Linked DNA regions of Mus musculus: region 1 is linked to region 2. The links are chromatin contacts, called in public HiChIP or PLAC-seq maps. All regions are on one chromosome and are shown on one strand. The core of a region is the stretch at or near the end of the contact, and the rest is flanking DNA. Distances in the headings are between cores, read along the strand shown. Region 1 overlaps Msrb3 (methionine sulfoxide reductase B3). Region 2 overlaps Hmga2 (high mobility group AT-hook 2).

Region 1 (3,483 bases), core at 554-3,053, 390 kb before region 2:
AAGGTCCAAGACCTTGAATGTGGCTTTTAAAAAGTAAGGAAGTCCAGTAGGTTCCTTTTAAAAGTGAAAGCGGTGAATAATGTATGAATCTGAAATATTAGGCTGCTAGTGTCAAAGTCAAATAATTTATGTTAAGATTTCTAATCCAAATTAAAGTGGGCTGCTAAATTCGTGTACAGAAGGCTAGTGTTTATCGCGGAAATAGTTATAACATCTGTACAGGCTCACATTTCACTCCTTTGACCTACGGTTTTTGCCCACAACTCTTTTCTCCAGTTTCAATTATTTGAATGTCTGTTAGACAACGTGCACATATCTTTGAAAACTACAGTTAGAGATGTCTGAAGTCTTACGGGAAGTAGGAATTAAAAGTTTATGTGTACTTTGATTTTCGCATTGAGCTAAGGAGTACATTTAGATGTTTTAAAATTAAGAAATAAGTATGTTTTTCCCCCCTTCTGAGCGCTAAACTCTAAGCTCACCACCAACGAGGAACCAGAGGAAGGGAACGCGGCGTTTGCTCTTCCAAGTTTTCTATCATGCAAATTTTGGTTACGAATGAGAAAACATTGGGACAATGAAATGTACAGCTCTAAGAGGTTCAGCTTCTTTATTGTCCATCGGATGCAGCTGGGTTTAATGCTGTGCACAGATTGGCAAAGCAAGATCTTTGGCTGAAAACCAGCACCATATTAAATATGGTGATCAATGACTAGGGAAGCCCAGGATTTCAAAGGTTATCTAAGTGTGTGCGGACATATTTTGCATATATGCACATACATATATGCACTTAGGGTTTATTAAGTGAAGTAACCAGTTTATGAACAACATTTGTGGTTTGTATAGATGAGCGTCAGGCTGAGGTGAAAGGTAGGCTCTCACTACCATCATATAATTAAAAAAAAAAAAAAAAACCAAACAGCTGTTGAGCACACACTAAATTATCAACGAAGAAAATAACATAAAGGCTTGCTTATTATATATATATGTATATATGTAAAAGAAGCCAATGGACAACCTTCTGCTATATTTTAAATTTATGTGTGTGCACATGTGTGCATGTTTATGAATATGTGTGTGTGTGGTGTGTACATGCATGTGTATATGGAGGCTAGGGCGATAACCTTTGGTGGACTAAAGGCAGGTACCATCACGTCTGACTCTATTTCTCTGGCATAGAGCTCGTCAAGTAGGCTAGATTAATGTCCAGTAATTTCTTTTTTTTCTTTTTTTAAAAATTTATTTATTATATTTATATGAGTACACTGTAGCTGTCTCCAGACACACCAGAAGAGGGCATCAGATCGCATTACAGATGGTTGTGAGCCACCATGTGGTTGCTGGGATTTGAACTCAGGACCTTTGGAAGAGCAGTCAGTGCTCTTAACTGCTGAGCCATCTCTCCAGCCCCACGTGATGAGAGTAGTGAGCTGGCCTTCTTTCTAAAGAAGCTGGGAAGTTTCTGTGCTAGACGTGAGCTCCTAGTGCATGTCTCTTGCCTACGAGCTCGTGGAATTGGCCACTTTATTAAGAGAGTAAAACAGACTTCCTTTTATGTTCAGCACTAGCAAGAAGCTGTGCATTTCAGCCCACCACCCAAGCAGGAAGCTAGCCGATGCTGGAGGAAGCAGAGCATTGGGTTTAATGCAGTGATCAAACATGAAAGCCATATATCAAATCTCAGGCGAGACATGCTTTTGAAGGCAGAGAACTGCAGAGTATTTTGCATGATAGACTATATAAACAGAGCCCCGGAGGTCAGGGCGTGGATGCAAACCAGTTAAATAAGGAACTCTGGCTTTGCTCTCTGTCATCTGGAAGGGGGTGGGGTCGCGTGCTCACTCGCACAGAGCTGAGAGTGTGAACTTTGCTGGAGTGAAGCTTGGCACCTTTGGAAAATTCATTAACTCTTTCAGCCCACAAACCAAAACAATTTTTTACCTTAACAAAAGCTCCTAGAAAGCTAGAAATAAAATGGAAAACACGTGCTCTTTTGTCGGTTCTGAATATATGCCCCTTAGCAGAAGTGTCAAGGAAGGGGATGGGGCAAAGCTAGGTGGAGGAGCGGTTGAAAGGACTCAGGTCTTCAGTGAGGACGAAGACCATGGTGTCATTCACACCCTCGCAGAATAACCGCAGAAACACGCGTGGGTTTTATTCTCTTCTAAATTCTAAGTGTAATGCAAAGTCATAGTTTGAACTTACCAGTCAGCAACACAGTGGGATATTGTGATTTTTTTTTTTCTAGGATTCTGACGCTTACAAGTTAATTACTTGTCTGTGAAAGACTGCCTGTAGCTGTATGCTGTTGCTCAGGACATCTCAGGCAGTGTTTGGGCAAAGAGATGAAATACCAAGCTAAAAGGTATAGTTTCATGGCCAATAAGCATTCAAAGCAAAGTTTTCTAGAGGAAAGCGGATAAACTTAGGTTTTGTGCTCGTTGCTTCTGCCCTGCTTGGAGTAGCTCTCCTCAGGAAAACAGAACACAGCATCTCAAAGGTATAGGATTTCATGAAAGCAAATTATGGAGGATTAAGAAACCTAATGAGCACGGGCTAGTGTAGAGAGTAGAGGCGGGAGAGTTTGTTCTTTTAAATAAAGCCCGGGTGGAGAAGGTTAGGAGGTTCTAAACAACAGGATATAAAAAGGCAGGACCGAATATAATTATCCCGAAGGGTGGAGAAGAAAAAAAAAAATCCAAGGAATAAAAAGCATCCAGTGTCGCTGTTAGGCTCTTTAGTTAAAAGGGAGCTCCGCACCGTGGTAAGGAAATCAAAGAACAGACTGCGTTGATGCCCCAAAGCACGAAAGTGCAGAGCAGAATATGAGACGCTGAAAGCTGAGCAAGATGGAGAAGCTGAGCGAGGTGGAGAAGCTGAGCATATCAGAACTAGAGTTTTAAACTGACAGACAAGGCAATTTGCCCTTCTCAAGAAAATGTCAATAAGGAAAAATATCATCCACCCTTGCATGTCTAGGCTGACAACACATTATAGCCTTACCATTTTGTGATTTAAACTTCTTATTTTAATGACAACAAGGTTAAAAAAGAAAGAAAGAAAGCATGAATCTCTCTATGAGAGTATGGCAATCCATACCTGGACACCGTTCAATGGAAATAAGAAAAACACTGGCCATTGAACAGTTCGTTCATCCAACATGTATTTATTGGGCACGCTGTATGCCTGATGTTGGGGTAGGAGCTAGGAACACAGTAGACACAATTGCTTCTTACAGAACTTGGTTCATTATATGAATTCTCATTGGTTTCTCTCTGTGTTGAGCAGAGAAGGGCTAACCAAGGCTAACCTTAGCTCCAGACGGTGAGCTTGGGCTAACCAAGGCTAACCTTAGCTCCAGCTAACCAAGGCTAACCTTAGCTCCAGACGGTGAGCTTGGGCTAACCAAGGCTAACCTTAGCTCCAGATGGCGAGCTAAAGAAGCTCTTGCTGTCTAAGCATGAGCCGATATATTTTAGGTTT
Region 2 (3,427 bases), core at 239-2,738:
TTTTATGCTCTGGAATCTCTTCACATGAAAACAATTTGATGAGTAGAAATCATAAAAGCCAGCCTCCCAACGCAATTAGTGCGACTCCATTCCTCAGCATTCCAAGTGAATTATTGCTGCGCTGTCAAAGACAACAAAAACATTTGGGAAGGACTGTTTATTTTACAGCGGTTGACCAAAAGTATGCAAGTGGTTACAAAAAAAAGTAGCCAGCTAAAGTTGGGAGGTGCCACTCACACATCCTGAAATCCATTCACAGAGCTTTGACAGTCACTCCTGGTCACTGCAGAATAAGATCCCAGGAAGATTCGTTTTCCAGAGGAAAAATGGACTCAGCCGCAGAGCATTTCAGTCCAGAGCAGATTGCTAAGACCTCTGCCCACTGTCCTGTGGCACTGCCTTCTCGCCTCACTCCTAAGACTTCCTGGTTCAGTTAGTTCTCCCTTTGTTTGGTTGGTTTTGTTGTTATTTTGCTTGCCTTTTTCCAAAAGAGCTAGGAAAACGGTTTGAAAACTATCTTGTTACTACTGTTGTTCTGGGAGAGCCTGAGCTGCCCTTGGTATTTAAAGGTTAAAAGGAAGGCCGCCGCTGACAATCTCATTCAACTCTTGAGTTCAAATAGTTCATCTCAGAACTAAGTGGGAAAATAGAAAGTTTAATAAACATTAAGGATAAGAAAATGTAAGCTTAGAGAGGATCCAAGGCTTGAATAGGGTGTCAGACATGGCTGTATGAAAGGACTGGCCAGAAATAGGAGAGAGAGAGAGAGAGAGAGAGGCGCGCTCACACATACACACACACACACACACACACACAGAGGGGTTGGGGGAGAAATATGAATGAATATGTAGCCTGAGAGTTCTGAGAGTTGGACAATCTCCAAGTTCTCATTGGAGAATATGAAATGAGTTTTCCTTGATGAGAAGACATTGTTCCAAGACTCTGAATCTTGAGGCCAAGGTTTCTTTTACTTTAAAACCAAAAACAAAACCATCAGGTTTGGGGCTTTGTGGCAGCTCATTCATTGCACTTCTGAGAAGTGATATTAATCCTAACTGCCTCCGTGTAGTGTAGCCTTTCCACACTGATGTTTGGCGTGATCTAACATCACCCAGTAAATATTGATGACAGCATTCCTTTTAAAGCCACGCTCCTGCATTTGGTAATTTCCATACAGTTCCACACAAACATAGCTGGTTTTCTTGTTGGTCTGGGAGTTTGGGATGGTACCAAGTCTCTGCCGTGTATTACTAGGGCAGTGGACCCGTTTTGAAGATGCTACGGGCATCCAACGCTTTGCCTTCGGAGGGTAGACAGGGAAAAGGAGGAATCAGGCGAGCACCGATGGCCTCTTCCAACCTATTTCCACAGCTTCTCCTTGTCCCAGCCTGTTCCCAGTTTGCAAGTTTTGGGTTCTCTTCGTGCAAGAGACAGTTGTCCCTGTTCCTCATTCCTCGGTGCAGATGTTGTTGTTTGTGCCTCCTGAGTCACAGAGCCTTGTCATTCCCTTCGCCTTCTCTCTTTCTGCAGTGTTAATCACGTGTTTGCTGGCCAGGCTATGCAAATAACGCTTGGCTAAAAACATTTAAAGGATTATGAAGCAATCTTCCTTAATTGTAGCGAAACAAAACAAAACACAACACCACTCCCACCGATCCTCCGCTGAACAATCCAGTTAGGATTGGAACAGTCCAGACCTCAGCCTTGTCCTAGGCCACGGGAGAGGCAGGGAGGGGAAGGAACCGGGAATCCGCTCCATATCCGGGACTCCTTCACAGAGCTCGTAAGGGTACAGCCACCCTCCCTCGTTCCTTCCTGCAACTGTAGCCTTTCCCTCGGCCCAGACATGGCTTGAGGGCAGCGTCTGGCAGGGCTGGTTCTGCAGCCTACTCGGAGGTCCAGGCTGTGAGGTTTGGATGTGGCTTTTGCTGATCGGTATTTCCATCTCCTGTCCCTGGGCGGTCAGCTGCTGGCATGGAACCACAGAGCCTCATTCCCTCCCAGTAATCAGCCTGTCACCAAAGCCGTCTTCTCTGCCCAGAGGGAAGCGGGCACAGACCCCGCCGATGACTGCATGCCCAACGCAACCTTTGCAGCGAGCTGAGCCTAAGGCGTGCCCGCGCTTCTGTGGCTCCCGGGAGAATCCTGCTGCTAGTTGCGCAGTCGTGCCAGTTGGCCCCTGCACACCCTTTTGGTTCATACTGAAACGGCCAGCAGTTCGGGGAAGGAGGAAGCCTCTGCGGCTCCGCTATGCCGCTGGCTGCCAGGATTGTGTCTGTACTGGGTCCAGCAGCAGAAACAAAACAGGGCAGAGCCCGGGGTGGCCCCCGCTAGAGCAGCTGAGCACTCAAAACAAAGCCGCCCTCTCTGAGGGTAGCTGCAGCAGGCTCCAAGCCTGAGGCTGGAAGAGAACCTGGAGCATGGTTGAATCTTCCCAAGGTTGGGAAACTGAGGCCCAGAGAAGGCACATCTGGGTAGCCGCCCAACTTGGAGTAAAAATGGCTCCATCTTTACTAATGTTAAGTTTTAATAGGCCGGTTGATAAGGATTCAGTAACCTTGACAGAGTGCTTTAATCCATTCATATCTCATATCTTTATATCTCATCTGGAAGATGGGGAGCCAGTCATAGTTTTTAAGGGTCGTATGGACTGAATGAGAAAGTGTAAACAAAGAAGGTGGCATTGTGCCCATCACTGGAGCCTCCGGTCAGCGTTGCTGGGTCCCCAGTAAGACTTGAGTTTGCTTTGCAGGTGTAACAAGAAGGGCAGGGAATTGTTAAGTATCCGCTCAGTTAAAAGAGGTTTTCTAAGACAGAGTAGCGTTTTTTTATTCCCCCACCCCCTTAAGGAATACGTTTCAATTGAGATCACAGTGACTGGGCAGGCAAGATAGCTTAATTGGTAAAGGTGCTTGCCTCCAAACCAAATGACCCAAGTTCAGTCCCCTGAGCCTATGTAATAGAGGCTGTCCTCTGACCTCCTCACATATGAGCTGCAGTGACTGCATGCCTGGTGCCTACTTGTTTCCATGAAGAACCCAGCTTGAAGTAGGAGGACACAGGTAAACAACAGTGTCTGTGTTCAGACTTCTCCCGTTCAATGATGGCGCCTAGGAGTTTCCAAAGTTCAAGTTCAAAGTGATATTTAGATAGAAAACACTTCCTTGAGGATGGAAGGATTGTCCTAGGGGTAGAAGATGAAGATCAAGGTGGACAATGGTGAATAATAGTACCTTAGGACAAAACGCTATTGCTAATACAAATTTTGTCTCCTTGGGGATAAGGACTGCGTAGACATAAGAAACTTAATCCCCTGGCTCTCAGAGTGTTTTGTCTCTCAGAAACCAACCTGTGACTTGTTGAATACTGATCAATGTAACAGCATCGGATATATCGTCAGCCCTCCCTGGATGCCAGGCATTGTACG

The links. HiChIP or PLAC-seq counts read pairs in DNA pulled down with a chosen protein or histone mark.
Region 1: a contact with region 2 is called in an H3K4me3 HiChIP or PLAC-seq map of bone marrow-derived macrophages, with 4 times the contacts expected there. The contact joins two enhancer-like sites. A contact is called at or near these places in 3 of 115 datasets of contacts at active chromatin or transcription factors (bone marrow-derived macrophages, forebrain and oligodendrocyte precursor cells).

What each region holds. Positions count from the first base shown.
Region 1 is chr10:120,820,266-120,823,748 of GRCm38.p6, reverse strand. The region is part of intron 5 of Msrb3 (methionine sulfoxide reductase B3); the gene reads left to right. Among named protein-coding and RNA genes, the nearest start is that of Gm15910, 36 kb to the left of the region's middle. Within about 2 kb of position 1,803, at least 18 of the 459 cell types and tissues checked have an H3K27ac peak or open chromatin away from gene starts, as enhancers often do. A contact at or near this core is called in bone marrow-derived macrophages, where this site is marked.
Region 2 is chr10:120,427,407-120,430,833 of GRCm38.p6, reverse strand. All of the region lies in intron 3 of Hmga2 (high mobility group AT-hook 2), which reads left to right. Among named protein-coding and RNA genes, the nearest start is that of Mir763, 19 kb to the left of the region's middle. Within about 2 kb of position 1,488, at least 124 of the 459 cell types and tissues checked have an H3K27ac peak or open chromatin away from gene starts, as enhancers often do. A contact at or near this core is called in bone marrow-derived macrophages, where this site is marked.